Linked DNA regions of Mus musculus: region 1 is linked to region 2. The links are chromatin contacts, called in public Hi-C maps. All regions are on one chromosome and are shown on one strand. Each heading gives the region's core, a stretch centred on a gene start, on an enhancer-like site or on the middle of the called end of the contact. The rest is flanking DNA. Distances are from core to core; before and after follow the strand shown. Region 1 has its middle 31 kb from the start of Tnfaip6. Region 2 holds the start of Rbm43 (RNA binding motif protein 43).

Evidence for each region. A called contact is a pair of places that touch in the nucleus more often than the background predicts.
Region 1: a Hi-C map of uterus shows a contact between it and region 2, with 4 times the contacts expected there. The contact joins the enhancer-like site here to the promoter of Rbm43 in region 2. A contact is called at or near these places in 1 of 39 promoter capture datasets (embryonic stem cells), 1 of 15 datasets of contacts at CTCF or cohesin (the NIH/3T3 cell line), 1 of 484 Hi-C or Micro-C datasets (uterus) and 2 of 9 other capture datasets (adipose tissue and pancreatic islet).

What each region holds. Positions count from the first base shown.
Region 1 is chr2:52,003,348-52,010,237 of GRCm38.p6, forward strand. No RefSeq gene overlaps it. Among named protein-coding and RNA genes, the nearest start is that of Tnfaip6, 31 kb to the right of the region's middle. Within about 2 kb of position 3,269, at least 40 of the 459 cell types and tissues checked have an H3K27ac peak or open chromatin away from gene starts, as enhancers often do. A contact at or near this core is called in the NIH/3T3 cell line and uterus, where this site is marked.
Region 2 is chr2:51,930,088-51,936,442 of GRCm38.p6, forward strand. It overlaps Rbm43 (RNA binding motif protein 43), which reads right to left and starts at 5,076. Exons shown (of 5, transcript NM_001141981.2): 1 at 4,745-5,076; 2 at 2,313-2,436. The coding sequence starts at 2,315.

The DNA of each region.
Region 1 (6,890 bases), core at 2,019-4,518, 71 kb after region 2:
GTTTGTTTTTTTTGTTTTGTTTTTTGTTTTTTGTTTTTTTGTTTTTTTTTTTTTGGTGGTTTGGTTTTTGTTGCCTGGTCAGTTGGTTGGTTTTAGAAAGGACCACTTTTATAACCCAGCCTGGCCTTAGAACTAGGATCTTTCTGCCTCAGCCTCCTGAGTCCTGGCATTACAATCGTACACATCACATCCAGCCTAGTCATTCTGTTTATATTTACTCTTTAAATGAATGGGGGTCAGGAGGTGAAATTGCTGCTTATTCATAGACTTCTATTGCACATCAGAAAGTGGTTTGTCCTGAATACATTGCTCAAGCAATAAGATGTGTTGTGCCCTGTATACAGGACAGACATAAGATATGAACAGAGACACTCAACCTGTCTAGCCAGCAATAAAGGACCACAGGGCGGCACAACCTTCAACATATTGAACATTCCTAATCATTACCCAACAATTCCACTTCTAAGAACAGTTTTCTGTTTGTGAAACTGCATTCGGCAATAGACAACACAGCATAGCCATGTTCGAATAGTACTAGGAGAACAAATGACAACATGAATCTGGAGGTGAGCTGTGTGCTCATCCTTCAAAACTGAAGGAAGTATTGCTATGTACTGATATGAAAAGGTCCCCAAGCTATGGCAGATAAACAAGAGGAGCATACTACGGTGTGTCGTGGATACAATTACCTGTATGTCAAAATGCATATCAATGAATGTGTGAATAGCTATGTAGGAATATAAAGTCACAGCCAGATATGAAAGGACTCACATCTAACCACAGGCAAGGTTAACTATGGAGAGAGGGAGAGTAGGATTAGACAAGAGCCGTCTCAGTTTCCCCCTCATGGACACCTACATTGTTGGGTATTTTTTACTCCAATATGAATAGTGAAGCCAGGGTCCTTCTGAAGCTAGGCAAGCATTACACTGTGGGACCTAATCAGCAGCCCTTTCTCAGTGTGAAATAGGGTCTTGCTCTGTAGCCCAGGCTGGTCCCAGATTGCAATACTCTTCTCTTAAATTCCTGAGTGCTAGAATTAAAGGCATGTGCCACTGTTCCCAGTTATGAAATTATTTTAAAAATAAGATTGGGAGGGGGCTGTCATCCTAGGGTTTCATGTAGCCCAGAGTACCCTCACATTTGCTGTGCAGCTTTTCTGATGGTCCAACCCCCACCTCCTAACTGCTGGGACTATAGGTGTGTACAGCTGTGCACCACCACACCTGTGTCACACAGTGCTGGGGTTGATCTCAGGGCCTCAAGCATGCTAGACAAGCACCAGCTGGGCTGAATCTGCAGCCCTCATGTATTTCTTTAATTCTCTCTCTCTCTCTCTCTCTCTCTCTCTCTCTCTCTCTCTCTCTCTCTCTCTCTGTCTCTCTCTCTCTCTGTCTCTCTCTCTGTCTGTCTCTCTCTGTCTCTCTCTCTGTCTCTCTGTCTCTGACTCTGTCTCTGTCTCTGTCTCTCTCTCTCTCTCTCTCTGTATGTGTTTGTGTTTCCCCCCCCCCCAAAAAAAACCTGTTTGTAGTGTTCCACATGTAGGCTAAAGGAAGCCTGCCTCCAGTTGGTTCTGATTAGGAAATAAAGTTGCCAACAGCCAATGGCTGGGCAGGGAGACAGAGGCGAAGTGTTTTTTGTTTCATTTATTTATCTATATTTATTGTTTGTTTGTTTGTTTGTTTTGTTTTTGAGACAGGGTTTCTCTGTGTAACAGTCCTGGATGTCCTGAAACTCACTTTGTACACCGGGTTGGCCTCAAATTCACAGAGATCTGCCTGCTTTTTGCTCCTGAGTGCTGAGATTAAAAGCAAGTACCACCATGCCCAGCTGAGACGAAACTTTTAGATTTCCCAGACAGGAGATGAAGGGAAGAGGAAGGAGAGGATCGTCACGATAAGGAAGCAGAAAGATCAGACTTAGGCCGGCCAACATGTAAGAATCTGGGAAAGTGGCCCCAGGGGCCACTCCCCCAATTAGGTCTGATAAAATATAGATTTAGCAAGTATTAACTCAAGAATACTGGAGGGGAGTGTGTGCTAGCCACAGGGAGGTTTGGAAGTGCCCTGCCACTGAGCTAGTTAAGCATATTAAAATATAAAGTGTAGAGGGGGAGAGGGAGAGGGAGAGAGCTATGTGTGTGTGTGTGTGTGTTTGTGTGTGTGTGTGTGTGTGTGTGTGTGTGTGTATTCAAGTTCCTATGTGTGAGCTCCATTGACTCTACAGAGGCAGAGTCTTTCATTGAAACTAGAGTTCACCCATTCCAATCAGTGCTGCACATTCCCTGTCTCTGCTTCCCAAGAGTCAGGGTTGCAGGCAGGTACCACCTCTGCCTGGCTTTTCTGTGGGTTCTGGGAATCTGGCCTCAAATCTTCACACTTGCACAGGAAAAGCAAGTGCTTGGCCCACTGGGGCATGCCCAAGCCCTGGTACTTATGAAATGCAAGATACTGCGGTCATGTACCCTTGCACATGGTGGGTGTCTTTGTGCGTTAGATTAAATTGCTGCCAACCTGTAGAGAACTCTTATTGTTGTCCATATAAAACACAGCTCTTACTTCAAAGGGAGCAGGAGTTTATTCTTGAGCCAAATATGTGTGACCACAGCTCCCCACCGGGAATACAGATTCAGTTTGCTCCAAATAGCATGTTCTAGTGTGGAAATCGTTTTTATGAAGTTTTTATAATTACAGGATAAAAGAAAGTCACAAACGAACACACTCTGCAAATGTATTGCAAGGGCGCGGGAGGTAGGCAGCTTACAACAGAATGGAGACATCTCCGCTACAGATTTCAGACTATGTAATGACAGCCTTAGCTTTTGGGTTCATGGAAACTAATGGCTTGTTAAAACATTCCAAAGGGTTAACCTGATAATCACAGGATGTTAGAAGTGATGTTAGAAGCCATTAAAGGGACTAAAGATTTGGGATCTGAATCTGCAACATTCCAACGCTACAATTACAAATGTCTTAACAGTTATCAGCCTGTAGGATCTTTAACAAAAGTGTGGCTTTTGTTCTTTTCCTTTTTATAGGAACTTCAGGTCACACTGTTAGACTGTAAAACTAATTATTTTGTTTAGCTGAATCTCTACAGGAATGGTATAAAAGTTGTTAGTCTGAAATTTTCACTTTGTGGTTATTTTATTGGACACTTTAGATTGTATCATTTTTTAGGGATTGCTCTCAGATATTACTAAACAATGGTCTTGGCATGTTAGACCAAGGGAAATCTGGATCTTGTTAGTGAGTCATTGCCTTTGGCCCTGGTAAGACAAACATGAGCTTCAGAGGCAGAGGGCCTTGCCCTGCTCGCACATTGTGAGCAGGACGGATGGTAAAGGCTGCTATTGTTTCCTTATTGTTTTAGGTTTATTTTTTAAAGACTTGTTGGACCTCTTTTTCCCATCCCAGGCTCCGGCCTCCTGTGGCACTTGCACACTGCCTTTCTAGGATGCATGGCAAGCTGTCTGAGCCTTTGTCTAAAAGGCAAAGGCTACCCATAGCATTAGGGATTGTTTCTCTCCTTCCACCACATGGGATCCAGGTTGCTGGGCTTGGTGGCAAATACCTTTACCTACTAAGCCATATCACTGACCCTAAGGGCAAGTCATTAGAAGGTTGGCAGAGCTGAGTGAGTCCATGAAACCAGATGGACAGACAGGCTTGAAAAATGGGAAATCTCAGGGAAGCTCAGGTCGCACAATAGCCAAGCCATCCAGGCAATGGTGGCTCACCTGTACAACAGGGACTCTGTCTCTGTGATAAACTTAAGCTCTATCTGTTTTCTCAAACTTCCGTCTTGTGCAGGGCAAAGTGTGGAAGAAAGTGTCAAATAGATGATGTGCCCCCAGGCTGGCTGTCCGCAGACTCTGAGACATTAAGAGCCTGTATTTGAGAGATTCTTCAAGAGGTTGAGAGTAGTGAAACAAAATGGCGGCCTGCATGGAGGCAGTGGTCAAGGGCAAAGCCCATGTCTCAATGGAGATATAGTATCAATATTGACTTATTGGAGGGGCTGTAGGAAGACCAGGCACAGTTTTTAAGTCAGCCTTGCTTTTTACATAAGATTACTTATTTCTTTCTAAGAATCCTGTATCTTCTGAGTCTCAAGTTATCAAATGATCTTGTTTTGTTAGCAACCAAGAGCCAAATGCTGGAGATGAAGATGCTCTAAAGCACAGAGAAAGCGGGGCTGATGCGGGGCGCCTGGTGCAGCACTTGGGAGGTTAACTTTCGCTGCAAACAGGTGAAGGCTGTGAGTTTTACAAACATATTCCTCCCCCCAAAATCCACTAACATGTCACAAACTGCTTATATTTTTAAAGATCTAAAATGAAGTTTTTGGAAGCTAGAAAGTAGGCATGGATGGCAAACCACCTTAGGAGCTAAGAAAGCAAAACGTTATCTCCATGGCTAGTCTGAGACAATGAAGACGCTTACGAGTTAACGTTGAGGAGTCAACAGCTCATAGATCCACGTGATATCTCTGATCAACTTATCTCTTGATATTTTGTAAATAGAAAGGAAGATTACCAAAAAAACAGCACTGAAACTATTTCCCAGAATGCAGTAGAGGCAGCAGGAAGCAAGGATGCCCATCCCCAGCTGCTGCCAGCTTCAACAAAGAAAACTGATTCCTAGGTGGGAAAAGCAGGATGGACAGGCCCTCGGGACCAACTAGCCACGAGAAAGAGGAGACCTAAATAAACAAAATCAGAGATGAGCTCGGAAACAGTATGAGAACAGAGAAATTCAGAACATCGTAAGGGAATATGGCCATGGTCCAGCGCAAGCCCATGCATGCAGGAGCATGTGGACCGGGTGATGGGAACTTGGGTAGGTGGGAAAAGGGGTGGATCTGGTTAGACCTGGAGGAGAGGTGAATATGATCAAAGTACATTCGACACACTTCCTCTTTTTTTTTTAAGATTTATTTATCTTTATAAGAGTAAACTGCAGCTGTCTTCAAACACACACTAGAAGAGGGCATCAGATTCCCATTACAGATGGTTGTGAGCCACCATGTGGTTGCTGGGAATTGAACTCAGGACCTTTGGAAGAGCAGTCAGTACTCTTAACCCCTTAGCCATCTCTCCAGCCCTGAACACATTTCTTAAAGAACCAATCTAAAAGAAATACATGGGTTTCTAGATTCATCTGAACCATCAATGTTAAAACAGGAAGAGGTCAACGACCTAAAGAGACCCATAATCAATACTACTGAAGCAGTAATAAAAATCTTCTGAAGAGAAAAGTCTCAGGCCAGACACATTCACAGCATAGATAGATAGATAGATAGATAGATAGATAGATAGATAGATAGATAGATAGATAGATAGATAGATATAGAGAATACCCCCAAACTCCTTTGATGAAACCAATCTACTGATACAAAGCACTCTCCTGCCAAGACTAGGTAAAAGCACAACAAAAGAAGATGATCAATGTCCCTATTGAATGCAGATGCAAATATTCTCAAATAAATACTTGCAAACTGCATGCAGGCAAACATCTAAAGTACCATCTGTCATGACCAAGAGATGGTTCATACACATCAACAAATATAGCCATATAGATGGATTTAAAGACAACAATCACATTATCATCTCAGTAGATATAGAAAAGGCCTTTGGCAAGGTTCAACACATCTTCTTGATAAAAGTCCTAGAGAGAGAAGGAATGGGGAACATCCTTCAACAAAGTAAAAGCTATGTAAGATAAGCCCACAACCGACATCACCTAAATGGAAAGATCATAACACAATCCTACTAATATCAGGAATGAGACAATGTTGTCCACCAATACCACTGCTTCTCGATACACTGCTCAAAACACTAGCTGGAGCATGGAGCATGTGGACAAGAGAAGGACATTTAAGGGATATGAAAAGAAGAAATGAAAAGATCCCTAGTTGCAGATGATATGACATTATATGGAAGAGTTCCCATGAAGAAATGGCCAACACTTTCAGTAAAGTGGCAGAACACAGAATCAGGAAAAACAAATCAGTTGATCTCTCTATATAGCAATAACGAGCATGTTGAGAAAGAAATCATAGAAACACTCCTATTCACAATAGCCTCCAAAAAAATCTAGAAATAAATCTGAGGAAATGAAAGTCCTCAACAATGGAAACTGTTCATCTCTGAAAAAAGAGATTGAAGAAAACACTAGAAAATGGAAAGACCTCCCATGCTTGTGGATTGGTAGACTAATATTGTGAAGATGACTTTCCTACTAAAAGCAATGCAATCCTGATCAGAATCCTTATGACATTCTTCATAGATATAAAAAAAAATCCTGTAATTCATGTGAAGTTACAAAAGACCCCCAGATAGCTAAAGCACCCCTGAGCACATGAACTGTGCTGGAAAGGTGTCCGTTCCAGATGGCAACTATATCACAGAGCTAGAGTAATAAAAACTGGCACTAAAACAGGTATGTGGAACAATGAAAGGAAACAGGAGTCAAACCATGAGCTCCCCTAATTTCAGTCACCTCATATTTGGCCAAGTCGTGGCAGAGAGTCAGGAATGGTGGTGCGCCTATATATAATCTGACCTCTTATCCAAGATCTTCCTAGATAGCATAATAAATTCAATGCCAGCCTGGAGCTACATGAGACTCTGACACAACTTTGAGAGTTTTCACAACTATCAGCAAAGACAATATATTAGGAGATTTTGGTGATGACAGGGCATAAATTAATGGACAGAATGCAGAGGTCCTTGAAAAATGAGGAGGTGTCATTAAAACTCTTAAGTAGCCACATTGGGGCTGGAAAAATTAGGCAGTGCCATTGGAGCTCGGAGGAAGACTATTTCCAAATGGAGGGTTCTGTCTTCATCCAAGCTGCTAAGTACTTCACCAGGATAGTTCTAGGAA
Region 2 (6,355 bases), core at 3,826-6,325:
AAAGAAAAGGAAAGAAAGAAATACTTTGTTTGCTTTTTGAGACGGGCTCTTTCCATGTAGCCTAAGCTAGTCTTGAGCTTGCTATTTAGACCTGAATGACTTCAAACTCAAGAGATCCTCCTGCCTCTGTCTCCCAAGTGCTGGGATTAACAGTGTGTGCAACCACATCCAGAGAGATGTACCTTTCTTTTTTTAACCATTTAAAAGTGGCTTTGGATACAGCTCAGTGATAGAGTACTTAAGTCGTGTGTGCACTTAAAATAACTACAAAAACGGCCACGTTTGAAAGAGGCTATATATTTCCTGGATTATGGAGACCCAAGTATATAAGCTGTGGGAAGCCACATACGCCATTGCAGGATGGCACCAGCTACCACTGGCCACCACCCATAAGTTTGGTAAACAACCAATGTGCACATCTGCAGTAGAGTTCTTTTTGCCGAGTCACTGCCTGGCCCAAGGCATGCAAATGAGGCACTGAAAGCTTAACCAATCGGGTGTGGACACGCCCCTCCTAGGCCTATATAAGCAGCGCCAGTTCTGGGGCTCGGGGTCTTTTCGCCTCTGCAATCAAGCTCTCCCAATAAACGTGTGCAGAAGGATCCTGTTGTGGCGTCTTTCTTGCTGGAGAGTCCGGCACTCACAATAAGCCAGTGAGAAAGGTGCTCCTCTTATGGTCAGAATCAATGGGAAGTCTTGTAATAATGTGGTGGCTGCATAAACTAACCCCCACTTTCCACCAGGGATCTGAAGAAACAGTGAATCACAGAGGGACATGCTCTCTCACTGTGGAGTACACAGTGAAGATCCTTCATTTAAATCCACTTCTACTTAACACCTTCATTTGTCTCCCACCTCAGGAATGTGAATCCACACAGCCTCAGCCTCACCCAAGATGTGTGCAGTTAGTCAGGACCAATTGCAGCGAAATTCAGACATAATCCATCTTAACTAGCTGAGGAAGGACTGCACCTCCCGAGCTGGACTGATGGTTAACAAACCGCAAAGGAGCTTTGGGCTCTCAATGCAAGGACTACTTCAAATAAGATCTGTCTGAGAAAGAAGCCTACTTCTAGCGTCCCAGAAGGACAGCAAATGAAGTGTGTCTATGTAAACACACACAGTGTTCCTTTCACCCTGACAGCCTTAAAAATGAAAGTAAAAGATTAAAATCAGTTCACTGGGACAGACTTCAACCGTTTTCAGGGAGACAAAAATATACACAGATGTATGTAAGGATGAGACAGAAGAAACAACTGTAGAATAAGGAAAGGGGAATTGTGGGGTAAAGGAGACAGTCTGAACAGCAGAACCTTGGGCGTGAAAAAGAGGAACACGCACAACAGGTCATGGATGGCTACCAGTAAAATAATCTCTCCAGTTTGCTCTGAGCACAGTCTAGCCCCAGCTTAGACGCACACACGGGCTTGAGCACACAAGCGCCATAGTGTCAGACGCTGATTCAGACCTCAGTGGAAAGTAAGGATCTTTTTTCTTAAGATACATACATACATACATACATACATACATACATACATACATACATACATACATAAACTCTCTGGAGACTCTAGTTAGCCTGGGCACGCATGAGCACTGCTGATTCTTTTCTGGCATATGAAGAGACCCCAGCCTAAAGATCATGAGTGAACAAAATCTTTTCTTTCTTTTTTTTTTTTTCTCTTTTGGTTTTTCGAGACAGGGTTTTTCTGTGTAGCCCTGGCTATCCTGGAACTCACTTTGTAGACCAGGCTGGCCTCGAACTCAGAAATCTGCCTGCCTCTGCCTCCCGAGTGCTGGGATTAAAGGCGTGTGCCACCACGCCCCGCTAGAGTGCACTAAATCTTAAGTAAAGGGGGAAAGCACAAACAGAAAAGATACCTTTAAGCATCACTAGAAATATTTCCCTTTATGTGACAAAGAAAAATTACACATGACTTAAGTCCAAAAGGGGGGAAACATCTTTAGCCAGCAATTAGCAATTAGACCCTGCTGGAAACGTATATGCTCCTTAGGATGCACCACTGTTGAATTTTAACTTTTAGACTAAACGTGCCAAGTCTTCACAAAAACTCAAAGTGGCTACAAAGAAAATGAAAATACTCAATGCGGTCAATGTAGGATTAAAGCCAGTGTTAATAGAAATTAAAGGGATAATGACACAGTTACATTACAGACAATTATGTAACCTGATACACAGGTTAAGTACGTTATAGAAGGTACAAAAACAACCTGAAGAAAAACTTAAGCAAGATTACAGCACAGCTCCCAAAGTTGAAAATGGAAGAAAGCAGTCATTCCTCCTCACTTACCATAGCGGGATTCAGAAAATGACTAAGCCAGTGGTGGTGATGGTCCAGAAGATGCACGGTCTCAGAATCTCTGCCTTTCACCCGGTTGCTGAGTCAAGACGATGAGATGGCACACAGATCCTATCTAATGAGGTCATTTTTAAGTTTACTTATGTATGTATGACATTCTCAACACACACATCCTATCACTTAAGGCATTACAAAAACTGTATTCATTGAACAAAACATTCCACATCCGACAACACATTGGGCACAAGTGGCAAGCAGAAAGAAATCTGTTGCCCTGAAATTCTGTCCTCTTCAAAACATGTACTGTACAGAGCTGGGAAAATGGCTCAGGGGTTAAGAGGCCTTGCTACTCCTACAGAGAACCTGGGTTCCATTCCCTACACCAACCTGGTGGCTCACAACAGCCTGTAACTCCAGTTCAAGGGAGTCTGACACCCTCTTCTGGCTTTTGAAGACACCAGGCACGCATGTGATGTACATACATACATGGAGGCAAAACACACACATAAAATACGATAAAATTAATTTAACGAATAAAAATGTGCGGTGTTGTCTTTCTGCCCTGCAGCATTCAAGGGGCTTGACAATTCATCCAGTGGGGACTTCTAGCTCAAGGATAAGAAGGTCACTTACGTCATTTCAGAGGAGCTCGGTTTGCATAAAAACCATATTGCTCTACAGAAGGAAACAGAGCATCTCATTTCGAACACATACCACCCACAATAAAATCCTGTAAGACTACAGTAAAGGCCATCCAGGATTAAGAAGCAAGATTAATTCTGGCTAAAGCACGAAAGGCTCTGTGAATGAGAGGCCTTGAAGGCTGGGGCAGAACTGGAGTTGAGACAACAAAATATCAAGAAAAAAGAAGTTTTCAGGCTGAGCAGTGGCAGTGCACACCTTAGATCCCAGCACTGGGAGGCAGAGGCAGGTGGATCTCCATGAGTGTGAGGTCACAATGCTCTATAAAGCTAGTTCCACGACAGCCAAGGCTACATAGAGAAACACCGTCTTGGACAACCAAACCAAAAAGAGGGGGAGGGAGGAGGAGGGGCGGGGAGGGGGGAGGAGGGAGGGGAGAGGAACAGGGGGAAGTTGTTTTCAGCACACAAAGCTGGGGCAGGGATGTGGGGAGGGGGGGGGGGCATGGCTCATGTTGGTCGAATACAAGGCAAAGGGAGACCTCCTGAAGATAAAATTCTCAAAACTGTAAAAAGTTAAAACTTACTGGGTATATGACAAAAAAGACACTTTAATGGAAGTAAACTATTTGTCTTCTAGATGGTATAGTGAAAAGATGAAAATATACCTCAGTCTAGTCCTCAGACACTTAATGCAATTTCCCTTACAAGAGGAACTTTTCAGACTTCCAGCCTGTGTGACTTCCTGGCTTTTATCTCTGCAGCACAGTTCCCTGACAGCCCACGCCAGCCTCCTTGGTAAGTGGCTCATGAACTACAGACCTTCCAGCCATTCATCAATATCAAAGACAAATATCCATTTAAGCTCAGGAGAGCTCCACACCTCATCAGCACTAATGCGTTTCTTAATTCAAGTGTCTACGCACACGTTATCTTTAGAATCACCTTGTTCTGCAAGACCTCACTTCATTCCGTGGTCTCGTCAACGTCCTGCACATCCTTTCTTCACTAACTCACTTAAGTCTGAGGACATGTGGCTACATGCCTTCTCCTGAGACCCGTTATAAGCAGAGAATGACCTGTCTTCCTCTGTGCACAGTGAAGAAGAAAAACAATCCACTCAAAGACTATGAAATACGGGAATTTCAGCAGAGGTGTGGTGCCATTTTACAGTTTCCATGCTCTGCTTTAAGAAGCTCTGGCCTTGATGTCAGAAAGGAAGGAAGGAAGGAGAAAAAGAGGGAGAGAGAGGGAGACAGACAGACAGACTGACAGTGGTGTAAAGTAACACTTTCTTCTTAAGTGTGGCACTAAGAAGAAATATTTCATTTGCTGTTTTGTTTTCTATTTGTTTTCTCAATAGTTTATTTTCATGCACTATACCTTGACTCTCACCAAGTAAAACACACACACACACACACACACACACACACACACACACACACACACACACACACACACACAAAATCAGGTAAAATATATATAGAAACTCACGCACTCACTGTAACAGCTCCAAAACACAGTCATCTAGGCAAAACCCCGGGTCCCTGGTCAAAGGCCTAGCTCTGACGGAGAGAGGGACAGCAAGCCAGTGCCTTCAGCTCAGACACTTCTTACTGGCTCCTTCCAGTAGTTAGCCTCCATTTCTGGGTCACTGTCCTCGCCCCCACTCCTAACCGCAGTCCCGCCCAAACCACCTTCCGGACAAAACCCGTGAGTCCCTGCCTATTGAGCAGGGGCGGGTGAGAAAAGAGGCCGTATCCCCACGCGTGGGAGCCAGACCTGCTGCGCCCGTGACGGCCACTTCGGGGCGCGCGACCGCGCAGGACACGTGCTCCGGGACCCTCGGCGCGCCTTCCTGCACTGCAACCCGGGGAAAAGCGACTTGCCAGGCCTCGGAGATGTTCGAGCAGCGGGAGCGCTAAACTGGAGGTGAACGGGTTCCGCTTTCGCTTTCCAGTTCCGTTTCCTTGGAGACTCAGTTTGGAAGGGCGGAGCCCGGCTGGGTCGGTCCCTTGGCGCCTTTGAGGTACCTGTGCAAGATGCCCCAGGGGCATCTGGGCTTCTCTCCAAACTCATTCCTAGGCTTTGCCCCGTCTCTCCAGCGCATTCTCAAACCCGATCCCCGACACTTCCTTCCCGCCAGCAGGGTCCGCCCAGGCTCATCACCGGTGGAACGCAGAGCACATGAAGAAGGTACCCTGCTGCCCACAAAACTCAATCACTTGGCCGAATGGCCCTGGAGCCTGGGACACAAGAAATCTAGCCCAGTAAAATCAAAGAAATATAAAGGCAAAAGCAGAGCACGAACTCCCTTGTAAAGAAATAGAAACTGAAATTGGGAGATACCAATTTTCAACCGGTGTGCTCAAATTAGCAGATCCCACAAACCAGTTTAGATGCAAACATTTCTAAAGATTTGGACATCTCTCAGGGACTCAGAATACAGCTCCCCACATAAGCACTTTAGCTTGCCCTATTCCTGAAGCCAAGTCCCTCTGACCCCTTCCTGACTCTCTCCTGCATTTTTGTTGACCCTAAGCCAGTCACAGAAAACAGGATTCTTCTTCCCCAACGTTGGGTCATATAAAATAGACACCTCTCGTCCCAAACAAGCTATGAAACATACTCCCCTCTCTCTGAGGGAAGTCCCATTCCCGCATTAAGGAATGCTGCACAGAGCAAAGATGAATCCAGACAGGCTGGGATGGCTAATCTTGACTGTCAACTTGATTAATTTGGGAAGAGGACCTTCAACTGAGAAACTACCTCTGTACTGTAGGCATGTCTGTGGCATTTTCTGTCCTTTTTTCATTTTTTGGTTTTTCGAGATAGGATTTCTCTGTGTAACTCTGGCTGTCCTGGAACTTGCTCTGTATACCAGGTTAGCCTCGAACACAGGGATATCTGCCTGCCTTGGCTAGAATTAAAGGGGTGTACTGCCGCTATTGGAGTGTGGCATTTTCTTGATTGCTAATTTATGCAGAAGAGGTGAGCCTCCTGTGGGCGGTACCATCCTTAGGCAGGTGAAAGTGAGCAGACAGGAAGTGGTCAGCAGCAGTTCCGCCAGGCTCCTGCTTCAGGTTCCTGGCTTGCGCTGCTGTAACCTATAAACCAAAATAGACCTTGACCTTCCCAGGGTGCTTTGGGTCATGGAGTTTATCCAGCAATAGAGAGCAAACCAGAACAAGAAAGCGAACTTCTGTCCAGTCACAGTTCCCAAAGCTGTCCAATCTTTATCTACCTTGAGCATAAAAACTGTATTTTTCGGGCCTCTGGCTGTTTCTCTCGGATGACCTCTGTGTCACATTCAATGGTGATAAGCTATTAATAAAATTAGTATGCTGTTCTGATGCTCTTCTTCTTTTCAGTAGGATTGGTAGCCGTGACCTT